Regions from separate parts of the Mus musculus genome. Here region 1 is linked to region 2. The links are chromatin contacts, called in public Hi-C maps. All regions are on one chromosome and are shown on one strand. The core of a region is the stretch at or near the end of the contact, and the rest is flanking DNA. Distances in the headings are between cores, read along the strand shown. Region 1 holds the start of Eva1c (eva-1 homolog C (C. elegans)). Region 2 has its middle 21 kb from the start of Ifnar2.

The links. A called contact is a pair of places that touch in the nucleus more often than the background predicts.
Region 1: a Hi-C map of the N1E-115 cell line shows a contact between it and region 2, with 4 times the contacts expected there. The contact joins the promoter of Eva1c here to the enhancer-like site in region 2. A contact is called at or near these places in 4 of 39 promoter capture datasets (embryonic stem cells, erythroid cells, hippocampal neurons and 1 more), 5 of 484 Hi-C or Micro-C datasets (the G1E-ER4 cell line, the N1E-115 cell line and embryonic stem cells), 3 of 115 datasets of contacts at active chromatin or transcription factors (bone marrow-derived macrophages and embryonic stem cells) and 1 of 9 other capture datasets (embryonic stem cells).

The regions. Positions count from the first base shown.
Region 1 is chr16:90,828,278-90,832,329 of GRCm38.p6, reverse strand. Eva1c (eva-1 homolog C (C. elegans)) reads right to left here and starts at 1,471. Exons shown (of 8, transcript NM_001199210.2): 1 at 898-1,471. The coding sequence starts at 1,057.
Region 2 is chr16:91,350,025-91,353,878 of GRCm38.p6, reverse strand. No RefSeq gene overlaps it. Among named protein-coding and RNA genes, the nearest start is that of Ifnar2, 21 kb to the left of the region's middle. Within about 2 kb of position 1,623, at least 67 of the 459 cell types and tissues checked have an H3K27ac peak or open chromatin away from gene starts, as enhancers often do. A contact at or near this core is called in the G1E-ER4 cell line, the N1E-115 cell line and erythroid cells, where this site is marked.

The sequences.
Region 1 (4,052 bases), core at 222-2,721, 520 kb after region 2:
ATGCCGAGCACATGGAGATCCGGGGCGGTTGCAGTGGTAAAGACATTTGTCACTTTGAGCATGGATTCTAAAAACCATCCCCACAACTAACTGCCACCTGCAGCCTTGCCTCACACCTTGCTAAGGTATTTTGCTCAGAGGTCAGGTAGGAATTCGCCAAAGAGCACATTGATCTTTGACTTGGCAGGAGAAAGTCGTGTGTGTGTGTGTGTGTGTGTGTGTGTGTGTGTGTGTGTGTGTGTTGGGGGGGGGGTGCTGCCACCTTTTGTTGGAGAGTCATGCCTCTGAGTCCAGTCTCTGTTCTGTCAGCTTCTATCAGTCTCCGGGCATCTCCACCAGACCTCCAGTCTTCCCAGGCTCCCCCCCTCGAGGCTGGCTTGGACTTTCTGTCCAACGTGCCCTGGACAAGTCTCCTTACATGGGTACCCTGGAGTCTGGTTGGGACGCACCCTTATCGTGTGAGTGGCCAGCCAAGTGCAACCCTTCGTCCAGACCACGGCAATCTTCCAGAGTTGGGCGTGGTACCGGGCTCAGCTTAGGGGTCCGGGCTCAGCTTAGGGGTCCGGGCTCAGCTTAGGGGTCCGGGCTCAGCTTAGGGGTCCGGGCTCAGCTTAGGGGTCCTCTGGTGAACATGCAAAGGTCAGGGCTGCGTCGCCGATGCCCAGGAAACTAACAAAAGTCAAGAGAGCCTAGAGAAACTCGAAATAAGCCCGGCCTTAATAAGGGCTGACTTCCCTGCTACCACCACCTAGATGCCAAGGGCTCCCACGAGGCAAGATAACTAGTTAGGGAGAACACTTCAACTTTAATCCAACCAGGTAGTGCCCCATGCAGAGGCCACTCACCTGGGCAACAGCTAGGGGAACGCGGGCTCGAGGCAAGCAAGAGCGCTCTTACCAGAGAAATCGGTGAGCGCGGAGGTCTCTTTGGAGCACACTAGGACCGTGCAGTAGAACAGGCGCAGAAGCTGCCCCGGAGGCTCTACCTGCCTGCGGAGGCCCTGATTCTGCGCCGATTGGGGCGCGGGTGGTGGACGCGGGTGTCCTGGCAGGAGCATGATGCGCGGCGCGGCTGGGCGCGGGCGCTGGCGCTGGGATCGCAGGCAAGGAGGACCGCGTCACATGGCGGGGCGAGTCTGTAGCCACCAGCTCCCGGCCCCCTGCCGCCTCCTTGTCCAGGCTGCTGGAGCTTCTTAGGCGGTCGCCGCCGGGTCCGGGATCCCCAGCCAAGGGGAGGGGGCGGAGACCCGGGGCGGGGCGAGGATCCCAGGGAGGCCGAGGCGTAGTTTCTTCAGAAGAAATCTTCCTGGCTCCATGAACCTAGGGAGCCAGCCTAGGGAGTTTAGGGGGTGTCACCTCGTGCTCCGGAGCTTGGCCGAGGCCGATCGGGGGCGCCGAGCCCAAAGCGGAGAGCGTCTCCAGCAGCGACCCGATGCTGCGCAGCTTGAGCGCTTTCCACGCCGGTGTCTCTAGGCGGGGTGATGGTCAAGAGCTGCTGGCTCAGCTTGCGCTGGCTCGGCGCCAACCTCACCCAGGCCGGTGGAGCAGCGCGGCTGGTGCCCGTCCGTGACGCACTTTAGAACCAAGGCAGCAGCGTACAGCCCTGGCTAGAGGGGAGCGGAGATCGTGGGAAGGGGGGTGGGAGGTGAGGTCCCGGAGATAGAGACATTACCGTCTCTGCCACCTTCAGCGCTTGTTGTTCAGCCACCAAGCACGCAGTACGTCTGATCGCACTGAATGGGAGACTGGGTCCTCAACTTTCTGCCCACCATAGAAATCTGCCTAGGCTCTAGCAGTCCGGACCTGAGGGAGCTGGTAGTCTCAAACCAGTCACGAGGCTCCGAGCCAGGTTCCTTTTGCTCGGATGGAGCTTCCTGTGGGTGCTAGTTGACAGCAGCCCTCGGGGATCTGAAACTGGGCTGGAATAAACAGCGGCTGAGCGCTTATAATTGAGCTTTGTTTTAAAATGGGCCACGGCATCTATATGACCCTGTTGACTACGTGCGGTGTCTACGCATTTGGACACCCGTAGACCAATAGATCGGTGATGACACCAGGGACGATGAGCGGGAGTCCAGAGCTGCGGGGCCAGGTGCTAGGCACTCGAGAGACCCCAGACCTAAGAACAGCGCAGGCGTCCAGGCCCCGCGGCGCCGGTGGGAAGGAGGAGGGCCCGGCGGGCGGGCGGGCGCTCGGCACAAAGTGTTCCCCATCCACCGCCGGGAGGGCTTGCCAAGTTCACCCAGCGCGCCTGACGCGGAAACGTAGATAATGAGGCCCAAGGGCGGGTCTAGGCTTCCAGCCCCGCCCTGCTCTGGGAGCAGAGCTCAGAGTGCGGAGGCCAGGCCAGCAGAACAAGAGGACACTCTGCCTCCCTGTGGCACTGTCTCAGAGCTGGACCACTAGATTCTAGGAGGATGACAGCCACACATCCTTCGGGGGGCTAGGTCGCCCAAATTGAGATCCTGAGGGTGGGAAGAAAATGCTAAATACTGGTGTTTGTATGGAGAGACCCAGTTTGCATAGCCTTGGGCTGGAGAGATGGCTCAGCGGTTAATAGAACTTGCTGCTTTTCCAGAGGACACTAGTTCAGATTCCAGCACCCAGCGCTGGCAGCTTGCAACCACCCTGAATCTCTCTCAGGGGACCCACGAACTCGAACTCTACTCTGCCCCCCCCCCCACACACACACAATCTTTTTTAAAAACACAGCCTCAATAATCATGGGATATAAGTTTAATATGAACGTCTTATGTTGGGTAAACTAAGGCTGGAAGAGTAGGTAAGGTTGCTCAATTCACAAAGACCACTGGAGAAAGAGTGTGCAGACCTCGGGTCCCTCCTATTCGTCTATCTTATCCCCTCATCTAGATCTAGATTGGCTACCAGTGTGTGTCAGGTTCTTTGGCAGGGCATGAAGATGCGGGCCCAGTAAGGGAACCGTGCTCCCTGAGGGATGGGGGCAGGCAGCATTGTGCTGTTGGGGCTGTAGAAGCTTCCAGATGTCTCTGACACTGTGAGTGCATCTCCATGCGTCCATATTGTCAGGCTGTGACCAGGTGATGCAGGAGATGTGTGTGAAACAGCCTGAGACACACAGAAGGTATTCGGTCCACGGGAGTCATCACTATACCAGGGAAGACAAGACCTTGGACCAACCACACCAAGTGAATGAATCCTCACAAAAGACAAGGAGCTTAAAGAGCACAGGAGAGTGAGAGGCAGGCTGGGGGCGGGGAGTGTAGACATTAGGGAAATGTTTATCATTAGACAGATGGAAAAGACAGGAAGAGTTGACTACAACATTCGAGCCAACAAGACCAGTGATCTGGAGGTGTGTGATCTTGGAAAGAGAAACCTGAGCTGAAGAGATGCTCAGTGGTTAAGAGCATTGACTGTTTTTGCAGTGGACCTGAGTTCAGTTCCCAGCACCCACATCTGGCAGCTCACAACTGCTTATAACTGCAGGGAATTGGATATCTCTCTGTTTCCTCACTCACATGCATACACATACATGTACACATTAATAATAATAATAATAATAACAATAATAATAATAATGAAAAAGGAAGAAAGAGGGACCTGAAGGTTAAACTCTGAGAGGAGCATGCTTCCACAGAAGAATGGGAAGTCTAAGGTGTCTGGAGCAGAGAAGTCGGCACAAAAGATGGAAGTCTCCTGCCTCAGAGACTCTGACAGGCCCCAACTCAGGTTCTGAAGGCTTAGCTAAGCAAGTGCATGTCTATCTGATGGGAATGTATGTGGGGTACACGTGTGGGCATGCACATGGAGGCCAGAGGACAACTTGGTGGGGGGGGGGAGGGTCATTCCCCAGGTACCGTCCACTTGTTTTTCTTTTTGAAACAGGGTCTCTCACTGCCCTGGAACTTTCGGAGAAGGCTAGGCTTGCTGGCCAGTAAGCCCCGAGACCTACATGTCTTTATCTGTAATCCCTCTGTTTGGGGATTACAAGCTATCTACCTTGCCCTGGTTTTTATTGCATGCACTCTGGGGACCAAACTCACTCATTCATGCTATGGGCTGAATCATCTT
Region 2 (3,854 bases), core at 374-2,873:
ATGAGTCTGACAGCCGTGCCAGGGCTAGATGACAGCATTTCACAGTTCTTCTCCTCCACCTCCAGCTCTTGCGGTCTTTCTAGCTTCTCTTTTGAGATGTTCCCCGAACCCTGGTGTGTGTAGGGGGTGTGGGTCTAAGGATCTCATTTAAGGCTAAACACCCAGTTGATTATTCTCAGTACTTGGAGCCATCCTGCATTTCTCCATTGACTGCTGCTGCAAAAAGAAGTTTCTCTGACCAAGGTGGAGAGCATTATCGAGTGTATGGCTATAAACATAAATATTCAGAAGGTGATCTTACAATATGAACATTTAGTAAAATAACAATACTAGGCTCCACTCTATGACCTCTCTAGCCCTGGACCTCTGGCCAGCATTACAGTAACAGACATGGGATTCCATTCTGTGAAACAGGCCTTAAGTGCACTCAGGGAGTAGTTGGCTCCCACATTAGAGGCTTGCTGTTATCGCAGCAGTGAGCACGTCTTGCTTGGCAGGTTGCTACAGCAGCATGCTGGGTCCAGCACCATGCTTTCTTCATATGTGCGTGCATGCATGCGTGCGTGTGCATGTGTATGTGTGTGTTATTTACGTTCCAGAATTATGTAAAATGGAATGGAGGAATCAAAGAACAGAAGCCCCCATTTCTTTCCCAGGTTACCTAAGTGTGTGTGGTCATGAATGTGAAACAGACCTCCTAAGCCCCTCCAACACGGACAAGAGATGCTTGCTGCCTTCTTTCCTCACTGATGAGCGGGAAACGATGTCATTTCCCCCACGGAGCCCATGTGCTTCCTTTCCTAACCAACCAGGTCTATGAGTTTGGGGTATCATTGAAGGGGGAGTTATATGTGTTCTCTGTGCAGAAGGAGTCATCCCTCCATTTCAGCGGCACCTAGTTACAAACCCTTACATCATACAGCATTAGCCAGTGACTCAGGGTGTGGCTGCTGAGCATGGCTGGCAAAGATAAGGCTGTTTTCAGTGCGTAGATCTTACTTCAGAGCAAAGCCCTGGCCGTTTTGGCTGCTCCTGTCCTGTCTGTGGAGGAGGGACATCTATCTACAGGAGGCGTGTGCAAGCTTGAGTCAGCTCTACTCAGTCTGGGCCTGTGTGCCAGGTTTCTATTATTGTAAAGCGTGGAAAGTCACTCCCAAGGAATGCTGTAATATTTTAATAAAACAATTTTGTGTAGCTTTGGACTGGTTCTGTGGCCATAATTAACAGCGCCAGCAGAAGTAACTTGGTGAGGGAATGTTTATTTGGTTTATAGGATACACCCCATCATCGGGGGTTCCCAAGGCAGATGCTCGAGGCAGGGATGAAGCTGGGGTCAGGAACATGGCATAAGCCATGGTGGAGCTTACTGGCTTGCTCAGTCTGCTTTCTTACACAACCCAGGACCACCAGCCCAGGGGTGGTCAGCTATCACTCACTTGACCCTCCCATATCAGTTATCGATTAAAGTTTTAGAAATGTTCCTATAGACTTGTCTGCAGACCAGTATGATGCAAACAATTCCTCAGTTGGGGTTCCCTCTTCTCAATGGTTGTCTTGTGTCATGTAGACAAAAGCTACTGCGATGTTAGATTTTTCCATGGGCAGATGTTATGACCTCTATAGCCAGAAGGTGGCGCCATTTCTCAAGGAAAAGGGTGGAAGCCAGAAAACCTGCCGGGAGGATGTTGACTTGTTGTGTCTGCAACAGGTGATGGTGGAGCGGAGCGAGACACAGAGATTAAAAGGCACAAATGAAACACCCTTGCACAAAGTCATACGACAGGTTCCCAGCAGAGGCAAAGCTAGACATAGGAGTCCTGGTGCATACATTTTCTGCACACATAAAATTTCCCTACCGTGACAGTTTATTCTGATCCTAAATTCTCTCTCTCTCTCTCTCTCTCTCTCTCTCTCTCTCTCTCTCTCTCTCTCTCTGTCTCTGTCTGTCTCTCTGTCGATCTCTCTCTCTCTCTCACACACACACACACCAACCAAACAACTTGGAAACAGAGTGGATCATCTGACACACTGGTGATATTTCAAAATAATTAAGTTGTTGAACTTCTTGCCTCTAAGTCTCAATTACAAGCCAGGTTCAAGCCACACTTATTAGAATTTTAATATATTTGTGATTAAATGGGTAATCTATATATTTTCACACATTTGAACGAGGGAAAAGTCACCACTATGGATGGTATGAAACACTATATTGTTGTCCTTAAAGTGTAGGTCAAGTCAAAATAGTTAAAATCTCTGTGTAACTACTCACACATAAGGTAGCATACGGGCTTTGGAAGGGGCCCCCAGGTAGCAGGCCTGGTGATAGAAATGGCCCTAAGGCCCTGAGACCTCTGCTATTCACACAGTGAACCCCACTAGGAACTGACAGTACAACTGTATAGACATGAGCAGAATCTGAGCTCCACCTCTTTTATGGGGTATTTACTCCGACGTACTTGTTAGGTTTTGGTCAGCTTGACACCAGCTGGAGTCAACTGGGAAGAGGGCACCTCAGACAACACCTCTGCCACATGGACCTATGAATGAGTCTGTGGGGTATTTTCTTAACTAGTGATCAATGTGGGAGGGCACAGCTCATTGTGGGTGCTGTAGCCCTATGCAGGCGGTCCTGGGTTCTATAGGAAAGCAGGCTAAGAAAGCGACAGGAAGCAAGCCAGCAAGCAGCACCCTCCACGGCCTCTGCATCAGCTCCCGCTCCAGATCCCTGCCTCCAGTTCCGGCCCTAGCTCCCCTCAGCGACTCTGGCTTTAACTCACTGCATGTTACTGAGGTCACCGCAAACGCCGTCCCCCCCCCCCCCCCCCGCAATGGCACACTACAAACACCAGTGGTACCTAAAGCAAGAGGTGACTGCAAACAAGGTGCCCCAATGGGAGGCTGTTTCAGCTGGCTTTAGGGATCCAGTGTCCTCTTTGACATCTGGGGACCTCCTTCTGTGGCACTGGTGGCAGTGGAGGTCACCAGCCTGTTGTCCCTGCAGCAAAAGTGTGACCCATTTTTTTTTCTTTAGGGTAAGAAAATAACTTCTGCAGAAAAAAAATACGAGTCAACACTGTGTTCATAGCGTCAGACAGTTCTTCTCTGGCCTGGGGTGTGCCTCACAGCTGTAATCCCAGCACTCGAGTCGCCTTGTCAAAGGGACACCCTGACTTCCATGCTAACCTAGGCTATGCAGTGAGCTCCAGGGCAGCCTGATTTACAGAGAGATCTTGCCAAAACCACAAAACTAATCAACAACAACAACAACAACAGCATCCTACCACACCCCTAAGCAAACAACACACACACAAACCACCACACCCCCATTTTAGTTTTGAAACTGTTTATTTTTCATTATTTAAAAATTTTTTTCTCTTTATCAAAGAATAATTGGCAAAAATTACATATCCTGCAGGTATAGCAATGTGCACGTGCACATAGCAAATCCATCCAATTCACAAAGACATCACCCCACGAGTTACCATTTTATCTTTTATGTGAAAATTTTTTTGGGGGGATGGGGTTTTCTTGAGATACACTTTCTCAGCAAGCTTCAAGACAGAACACACTCTTTTTACCTGGAGTCGCTGTGCTGTTAACAAGTCTCAAGATGAAACAGTTTCAAATACATCCATCCTAAAACATCCCGGCCACCGACAACTTTATTCCCAGGCAACTAGCCACGCACTTTATCTTTGTTTCTTGGGACTAATTTTCTGTAAAAAGCAAGACAGACTTTTGGAGGGCACATTAGGTCACTACATAAATTCAGTCAAAGCTCAGACAGAGGCTTTGGGGCTGCCTTTCTGCTCTGCTCTGGTTCAATAGAAGTACGTTTGCTCAACTTGTGGGGT